2 separate regions of the Sus scrofa genome follow, and region 2 is linked to region 1. A link is a contact called in public HiChIP or PLAC-seq data. All regions are on one chromosome and are shown on one strand. Each heading gives the region's core, a stretch centred on a gene start, on an enhancer-like site or on the middle of the called end of the contact. The rest is flanking DNA. Distances are from core to core; before and after follow the strand shown.

Region 1 (4,735 bases), core at 1,226-3,725:
AGCAGAAGCTGGCTTTGCTGTGTGAAAAATCCAGACTGAGTATATAGGCTTGTCTTGTCTCTTTTTTCCCACCTATAAAATTGAATTAAAAAACAGAAAAGAGGAACTCTCCCTTCATGACTCAGCGGTCAACGAACCCAACTAGGATCCATGAGGATGTGTATTCAATCCCTGGCCTTGCTCAGTGGGTTAAGAATCCGGTGTTGCCGTGAGTTGTGGTGTAGGTCACAGACGCGGCTTGGATCTGGCATTGCTGTGGCTGTGGTGTACGCCAGTAGCTGTAGCTCTGATTCAGCCCCTAGCCTGGGAACTTTCATATGCCACAGGTGTGACCCTAAAAAGCAAAATAAATAAATAGATAAAATAAAAAACAGAAAAGACAAATTTATAAAACTGCCCCTTCAACTGACCTGAGCTAGAATGATATATAGTACTTAGAGCTTAATGATATAAAGCATCTATGCTTAATTTTAAAGTTTCGTTTTGATATTCAGATGAAGATCAAAAATCTTATATATTAGGATCTCAAAAAAAAAAAAAAAGAATCTTCCCAGCACTCAACACGTCAGATATGTTTTTCTTTCGCCATTCTCTCCGCACTAGGATGCAAGTTTCATGAGCCCAGTGAGGTTCCTGCATTTTCCCCAGAATCCAGATGTCTGATCAACGATCACCCAGAGCTGATCACAGCTCTTTGGACCTGCTATCCTTCCCATCCCCCAAAAAGGGGTCTTTGGAGTAAGGAAACCCAGGGGTACCGCTAAGAGAGTATTTGACCCTATAGGGTCAGACTAGGACGGTCAGGTGCTTATTCAAATCAGCAGAGGGTGGTGCTTCAACTCCTGCCCTTGGTCTGAACCCCAATGCAGACCTCACCGCATCCCCCACCCAACAACCTGAGGCATAACTCGGGCCTCCATTAGTCAGGCAAGCCTGCCTTCTGATGGCCCTCTTGAGCAGGATGGGGTTTTGGGGGGGTTTTTTTGTCTTTTTTCAGGCTGCTCCCACGGCATATGGAGGTTCCCAGGCTAGGGGTCCAATCGGAGCTACAGCTGCCAGCCTACACCAGAGCCACAGGAACTCGGGATCCGGGCCGCATCTGTGACCTACACCACAGCCCACGGCAATGCCAGATCCTTAACCCACTGAGCGAGGCCAGGGGTCAAACCTTCAATCTCATGGTTCCTAGTCGGATTCGTTTCTGCTGCGCCACGACGGGATCTCCTTGAGCAGTTATTAACTCACAGTGATCTCCCAAAGTCCCCTAAGTTTCCCTCTCTATCTATGGCCCCTTACTGGGACTTCTACAACCACCTATGCCTACTCCACCCCTATCACCATCCTTCCCATCCTCCAAAAAGGGGTCATTAGAATAAGGAAACCCAGGGTCTGGCCAGTTCGGCACAGGAAGCTTGTAAAACTCCACTCCCCAAGTGTCGCTTTCTGAATCATCTGCCCTTTCTCTGGGGCCACATGTCTCTCTTTGCCCTCTGATGCTCAGGCCTTGGCTGGGTTTTCAGCGGGCTCACGAGTCAGGGTGTCCTGACACTGCAGTCCCTGCGGCAGCCCAAGAACCTTGCCTGACCCATCTGGGAGCTTCCCGAAGCAGCAGGAGAAATCTTAGTCACAAACCAAGGATCATGGGACAGCGTGACCCTGCTCAGCCTGGGCCCCGGACCCAGCTGGAGACATAGCTTCAGCCTGGCTCCTCGGGGTAATCACAGCCCCTCCAGGCCGACCACAGCATCAGTGCAGCTGCAGGGGCCTGGGGGTGTAATCCCAGAGATGAGGCAGAAATAAAGAGACAGGGGGAGGGGCCCAGACACATCTTTAAAGAAAAGGCGGGCAGAAAAGAGAGACCCTGCAGTCCCTGAGTTCTACCAGCCGACTCTAATTTCCAGCTCTCCTCTGTCTGTCTCCATCTTTCTACAGTGTCTTCCCAGGGGTAGCCCCCCACATCCCCTCCCCCACAGTTTATCCTTCTTCCACTGCCAAGTTGCATCTCTCTGCCAGCAAACCCAGCCTAAGAGGTGGCCTCTTTGCGCGAGACCTCTGAGCCCATGCCAGGTCCGGACCTCGGGGGCACTTGCCCTAGTAAGAGGCGTTAGCAAGCATGGGCATTTGCTCAATTAAGGGATAACTTTCCTTCCAAGAAGGCCACCCTGGCAAAGCCCCAAGTGCTCCAGAGTCTCCCCACCCCCACCCTCACCCTCACCCAGCTTTGACGCTCTGATTATCCTATTGTTAGATCAATAGCCCATCTGCTCCTCGGAGGGGTCTAAGCCATCCTCTGCTAAATTAAAACAGATAGGATCAATCCACGGTTAATTTCTCCCAACCAAACAATTTATCTTTCTTTTGGATTCCCTAGGAGGGTGAATTATATAATCCTGACACACCATTAGGGCTCTCTGACCAAAGAAAGCCCTGCTACAATGCTCGCCCGCTCTCTTTATTAGCAGCTCGACAGTGTGACAAAGCCAGAGATTTATCTGAGAGTGTGATGCAGACCTGGCTTGAACCTTGCGAAGTCTGTGCCAGGGCACCGTGGAGGGGAAGGAGGATCTGAATGCCAGAGCACGTTAATAATCTGAGAGGAGGAATGAAACCCACATTTGAGAAGCTAAGTGTAAGCTTCTATTTCTGAAGCCTCGATGGCCATCCTTACTGAAGAATATCTCCTCAGCTGAAGGCAGAAATCAGGATACCTGGTACCAAAATGTCAATGGACACACAGGATTTAAATCCAAGCTGGAACCCACAGCCAAAATTGGCACAAAAATTGTCAGTCAACTATAGTTAAATTAAAAAACAAATAAATTTTTCAAAATCCAAGCTGGAACAAACATGGAGGCAGAGAATGGAGGAATCTACAGTAACGAGAGTAGGTATTGTTGGGCACTCATATTATTGGGCACCTCCTGTATGCTAACCCATGTGATGCTAAATGCTGTGCAGACTGAGGCTTTGGTAGGTAAGGGACCTCCAAGATCACAGAATGAGTAGGTGACGGAGTCAGGATTTCTTACCAGGAGGCATGCACGGAGAGAGCCCTACCAATTGTTAGAATATTGGGGTATTTCCATTCTGGCTGGTAAGTAGCAGTGCCCTTAAGTGCTTCCTGCATTTAAACCCAGCATACACACACACACCTAGTTCCCTAAACCAGGACACCTGGCCCACCCATGACACAGTAATTCAGTGATTAACACACGGTGCATCAGAGGGTCTCCAAGATGCTGCCCTCCGTGTGAGGGCTGACATCCATGACCGTGGTTGGTATTTTGATTCCTTCCGGTAATTCCAGGACTTATTCCCAGGGAGGCCTGCCTTCCAAACTCACATGCTTCATTAGAATGCCTGTATTCCCAAGAGGAAAGAGGACCGATGGGACCAAGTCTGGGGGATGTTAAGGAAGACAGGAGGATGGTTCCAGTAAAGCATCCACAAGATCAGTCCGGCCCACCAGTGGTTTAGCTTTCTAGAAGGGGCTTCAGCAGGAGGATAAGAATCATAATAATACCTACTGATCACTTACCATATATCTGGCACTGCTGGAGCACTTACAATTATTTCATCTTCATGGTAAAGATATTAGTGTAGTATTTGATAAAGAAAAGTAGATAAGATAAAGAAAAGTACCATTATCCAGATATGTAAAAGGCTGAGCAACCTGCTCAAAGTCTCGGTACTAATAAGAACGGTGCCATGGAGTTCCCTTGTGGTGCAGCAGGTTAAGAATCTGGTGTCCTCCAGCTTGGGTTGCTGCTGTGGTGCGGGTTCCATCCCTGGTCCAGGAACTTCCATATCTCATGGGTGTAGCCAAAAGAGTTGTTTTTTTTTGTTTTTTTTGTTTTTTTTTTTAAGAATGGTGCCATGATTCAAACATAGGCTATTTAGCGTCAGAGCCCAGGCCATCAGCCCGTTCACCATATTGTTTTTCCAGAAGGAGAAATAAAAAAGGAAAGAAAGTCCCTCAGAGAGTGAGAGAACAGGCAGGTGGGTCATCTCAGGGACTTACTCCTGTGTCCAGCATCAAGGCGGCTTGCCCTGGACACAAGGATGTGTGTAGAGAGGTGGCCATTACTGGGAAAGTGAAGCATTGCATCTTCCAGAAAAAAATCTCCCAAGCCTCAGTGTTGACACCCAGTTGTACCAATACTGTGGTAGGTGACATTTGCTGTATTTGCCTGCTCAGAATCTATTCCTTTTATTCTAGACACAACACCTTGATTTCCATGTGATGTGCCAATCCTCCCGTAGCCTCACTAATGTGCCTGAGGTTGCGCCAATCAGAGATTCTTCTCCCTGCTCAGTTTACTGTGTGTCTATGAGACGCAAATTCCTGATGATAAGGTCCAGCTATGCCTGGACCAGAGGGCCTAAACTTTTTAGGCACAAAGTCTCTCTTTTCATTCAGAGAGACCAAACTAGACTTTTGTCCCTTAAAACAGAAAGAGTCCTGTGTTGTTATATTCCTCTATAATTCACAGAGGGAAAAATTAAGAACAGCCAAGATCAGTTTGCTGAGATCTGGAGCCAAGCTTAAAACAACTTGTTGAGAAACACCACTCATGAGACCTCCAAAGGATAGTGGCTTTATTTTTGTCTTTCTCTGGCTAATCTATCAGGCTGATCCAGGACAAGAAATATGCTTCATAATCGCCTGAAATGGTAAAAGACTCTTAACTCATCAACTTTGAAAAAACTCCAACAGAAAAAAAATGGCAGAGAC
Region 2 (4,678 bases), core at 2,123-4,622, 140 kb before region 1:
TTGAGGAATATAATGAGTCAAGAGTTAAGGATATAATTTTCTTTTACGTTTTCCTATTATCACCAACCCTTCCAGAGTCACTTTCATCTCACAATCTACAAAGCACCTTCACATGCAAAGATGCATCTGTTTCTATCAACAACAGAAAGATGTTAAAGGAAGGCTGTTCCCATTATGCAGATGGGGAAACTAAGGCCCAGGGAGATCATATGACTGCCCAAAGAGAACTGACAGAGGTAGTTGAAACAGGTCTAGTATCCTCTTGCTAAACCATGAATACTAAGCTGCTTTATCATCATGAAAGATAAATATTACCCTCTGCCCATCCTCTTTAAGAGGACACTTGATTCATGCTTATATTCTCTAAGGACCTCAGCCAGATTAAAGATCTTGATTCCTGCCATGGCCTTTGGGCTTCTTGACCCTCCTATTAACTTACCAAGCTTGAGTCATAATCCTGGATGGTCTATACAGGGGATCTTTGACTCAGGAGAGTCTCATAAAAGCTCTTCTGGGAAGTGAGACACAAATTCCAGAGTTTCACGCAATTGTGAAACCTTATAGAATCCCCAATCAATACCACCAAATGTTATTTCCCCACTGCCTCCTGACTAAGGGCCCTGGAATAAAAAGATATGTATTTTTATTGAGGTGTGGTCGTTTTCATAGCTCCATTTCTCTTTGACAAGCAGGGTCAGGAAACCAGCCCAGAATGTAGAGTGACAGTTTGTTTCCTTAGACTCATAAAATGTTAGTGCTGGAAGTGATCTCAAAGATACTCTGATTCAATATTATCTTGCTAAGAACACGGAGACCCGTAGACAAGAGCCAATTTGGCCAACGCAAAAGGTGTCGATAGCAGGGCTGATATTAAGACCTAGGGTTCCTAACTCCTAACTTGACGCTCTTTCCAATACACTAGCCCATATCCAATGATCCAATTATTTGCAATACATGATTATTGACCTTCTACTCCCATTTTACAGATCAAAGCAGTAACCAATGGGAGATGTGACTTGTCAAGCATGGTGAAATCTTCACACTGACCCCAGGTCCCACTCCCTGTTGTCTACAGTGTTGCCTATTTCAACACTAATTATGAAACTATTGGTTTTTTTTATTCAACAAATGTTTATTTACAAACTATATAGCACTGTGAGTTTTTTATTGCCGAAGACTGGTCTTGCTCATCCTGACCTCTGACAATGTGAAAGACTGAGCACAACAGCAGAAGAAGTTTCCACGGAATTAAGGAAACACAACCTGGTAGAAACACTCATATAAGAGATGAGATCTGGGGAGTCCCTACTGTGGCACAACAGGACCTGCAGGCGTCTCTGTAGCCCCAGGACACAGGTTCGATCCCTGGCTCTGCACAGTGGGATAAAAGGATTCAGCATTGCTTCCTCTGCAGCATAGACTGCAGCCGCAGTTCAGGTCTGATCCCTGGCCTAGAAATTCCATATACAGTGGGGCAGCCAAAAAAAAAAAAAAAAGAGAGAGAGATGAGATTTGGGACATGGAGGAAGGAGTGACCCACTATTCTAGGGCAGGGAAGTTGTGGGGATAAAGAGAAGGCTTCATGATGGAGACGACATTGTGATGCTGGGTCCTGAAGACTGAGAAGGAGTTTGTTAGCTGCATAAGGTAGAGGGCATCCTAGACAGAGGAAACAGCAAAATCAGCATAGAACTGTATGAAATTACCTGGCACAGAGTTCCTACGGCCCGCAGACGAGAGGTGGGGAGAGATATGGCTAAAAAGCTGAATGAAGCCGGGAAGTTGGGGGCCTTGAAGGCCATGATGAAGTGTAAGGAGGTCAGGCTTGGCACTGAGATACTAGAAAGACAATTGAATCCAGGAAGCACCAGGTTACACATGTGTTTTGGAAAGGTCTCTGTGACGCAACTGAAGAAGATGGTTCAGAGGGAACAAAGGAGAGTCAGGAAGACCCTTTCAAAGATTCCAGTACTCCTGAGAATGGATGATGAAAGTCTCAACCACAAAAGGGGACCTGGAGGAAATTCGGCTTTAGGTGACATCAGACATCAGGACTCAGTGATACGCTGGATATTGGTCTGGAGACAGTAGCAACCGCTGGAGGAGATGGAGGGTCCATTTAGGTGGCTGTCACATGGTGGTGAAACTGCATCTCCGAGAACAAAGGTTTATAGTGGATCTTTTAAGACTCTGACAGAAACTCACGCCCCTACCCAGAAAAAGTCACATAGGGACATAGACAATTTTTCATGCAATTTCAGGTGCTTCACAAGCTCTCTGAGCCCATACATGAATGGGACTCCAGATCACGAGCCCCCGTTTTATAAGAAGAATTTCAAGGCAAAAGCACTTGTGACGTTTGGATTGTCGATTGTTAATGACCTAGAATTAGTCTGTCAGCGTCCAACACTGCTAGTTGGCTGTCTGCCCTCTCACACTGCAACAGGGAGTAGAGCTGAAGCACTTGCCATGTGGTGGCCACGGGGCAGGAAATGGGATCACAGGAGGAAACAAAGCACCGAGCGGGGATTGGAGAAGTGGTCATCACCGCCAACCCCCAGATGTGTCTGAGTCAGTGTCGAGTCATGGATCTGAATGAATCAAGGACAGCCCCTGTTTTGACCTTCCCTCCGCATCTGAGACTCTCTTTAGTCCTCACAATAACCTCGTGACATTAGCAGGGAAAGACTAGCAGATCCACGTCAGAAGATGAAAGGATCAAAGTTCCGAGAGAGGGACTGACTTTCTCTCCCAAGGCTACATGTGGTTAGAGGCAGAGACGGAACTTTGTCTGTTTCCCGCTTTTTCAAGGCTATTTCCTTTGAAGACAAGATAGCTTGAGATAGCAAGATAAATGATGTGCTTCTGGGAGGTTCTACTGTGTTGCAATGGGATTGGGCACCAGGATGCTAGTTTGATCCCTCGCCTCGCTCAGTGGGTTAAGGCTCCAGCATTGTTGTGAGCTGTGGTGTAGGTGACAGACACGGCTTGGATCCAGCATTGCTGTGGCTGTGGTGTATGCGGGCAGCTGCAGCTCCGATTCAACCCCTAGCCTGGGAACCTCCATATGCCACGGGTGCGGCCCTAAAAAAAAAAAAAAAAAAAGAAAGAAAGAAAGAAAGAAAGAAAGAAAAAGAAAAAGATCCTCCAGCGTTGCTGCAACTTTAGGTCACAACTGCAACTGCAGCTCTGATCCAGTCCCTGGCCTGGGAACTCCGTATGCTGTGGGGCAGCCAAAAATGGGAGAAAAAAAAAAAAAAAAAAAAAAGATGTACTCTTATCTGGATAGTGATCCAGTTGTTGCTCAGAGTGTTGGGACCCAGGACACTGCTGAGGTCATAGCATTCAGGAGGCAGTGGGGGAGGCCATGGAGCCATTCAGAACACCGTCTGCAGTTTTCGACAGACTTGGGTTCAATAGCTAAGGCTGCCACTGATATCTCTGCAAGATTGACCAAGCTCTGTAACGTCATTGGCTTTCGGTTTCCTTGTCTTTAAAATCAAGATAGCAATATGCGTCTCCAAAATTACCCAGGGCAAATGAGACACGAGAAGTGAAAGTGACCTCTCTCAGCACGGGCTCCTCTTCTGAGGGCTTCAGCAGGCACAGCAATTTCCCTGAGATTATAAATCCTATCTGCAGGCTTCTGACACCAATCTTCTTCTCTCATTTCACCCAACAAGGGCAACCAGCCTGCCAGAACGGTCCACTGGCTGACCTGCCTGGCACACCCAACTCTTGTCTACGTCACGAGAACAGTATGTGCCAAGAACATCTGAGACCTTAATACTTGAAGGGCGAGTCTTTACAGACTTAATGAGGATCTATTTTTAAACACTCATGCTCAGAAATAGAGGACAATAAGCTTGTGAATGCAGAACATTCTTGATGAAGAGAGTTGTTACAGGGTCTGTGTCATGGAACATTCCGGCTATCTTTACTGTCCTTATAATAGCTTAAATCTGTTTACCTATTTAGTCACTTGCACCATTTGAAGGTCACCCTTCTATAAGGAAATAAAACATGATATATTGTGGCTTGTTATGAGAAACAACTCGATTAGAGTTATTTTTCATTTAGGTAGTTAATTGTAATAAATATGAGTAAACTCTGCTATGATAAAGAGGTACAGTCTCCATACCATGTGTTGCAGAGAGAAAATGGGAAAACCCTAAAACTATAGTATTTAATGTATAATGTCCAAACACTTGCTAATGATGTGACTTTGAGAAAACCAGAGTTAGGTTTTCTGGATTAAAGTTCCTGGATTAAAGATCCAGCATTGAGAGTTCCCTTTGTAGCTCAGCAGTTAACAAACCTGACTAGGATCCATGAGGATTTGGGTTCGATCCCAGGCCTCACTCAGTGGGTTAAGGATCCGGCACTGCTGTGAGCTGTGGTGTAGGTCCAAGACATGGTTTGGATCCTGCATTGCTATGGCTGTGGTGTAGACCTGAAGCTACAGCTCCAATTCAACTCCTAGCCTGGGAACTTCCATATGCCATGGGTGCTGCCCTAAAAAAAACAAAACAAAACAAAAAAAAAAAGATCCAGCATTGCCACAGCGGGGCACAGCCAAAAAAATTAAAATTAAATTAAAAAAAAAAAAGAGAAAAACTCTCTGATGTATGGAGAAAAAGGAATCTTCCTACACTGTTGGTGGGAACGTAAATTGGTA

The links. HiChIP or PLAC-seq counts read pairs in DNA pulled down with a chosen protein or histone mark.
Region 2: an H3K27ac HiChIP or PLAC-seq map of skeletal muscle shows a contact between it and region 1. The contact joins two enhancer-like sites. A contact is called at or near these places in 1 of 47 Hi-C or Micro-C datasets (skeletal muscle) and 2 of 2 datasets of contacts at active chromatin or transcription factors (alveolar macrophages and skeletal muscle).

The regions. Positions count from the first base shown.
Region 1 is chr4:10,990,306-10,995,040 of Sscrofa11.1, reverse strand. No RefSeq gene overlaps it. Among named protein-coding and RNA genes, the nearest start is that of FAM49B, 520 kb to the right of the region's middle. Within about 2 kb of position 2,475, at least 7 of the 83 cell types and tissues checked have an H3K27ac peak or open chromatin away from gene starts, as enhancers often do. A contact at or near this core is called in skeletal muscle, where this site is marked.
Region 2 is chr4:11,135,330-11,140,007 of Sscrofa11.1, reverse strand. The region is part of intron 2 of LOC102158034 (a long non-coding RNA gene); the gene reads right to left. Among named protein-coding and RNA genes, the nearest start is that of FAM49B, 660 kb to the right of the region's middle. Within about 2 kb of position 3,372, at least 17 of the 83 cell types and tissues checked have an H3K27ac peak or open chromatin away from gene starts, as enhancers often do. A contact at or near this core is called in skeletal muscle, where this site is marked.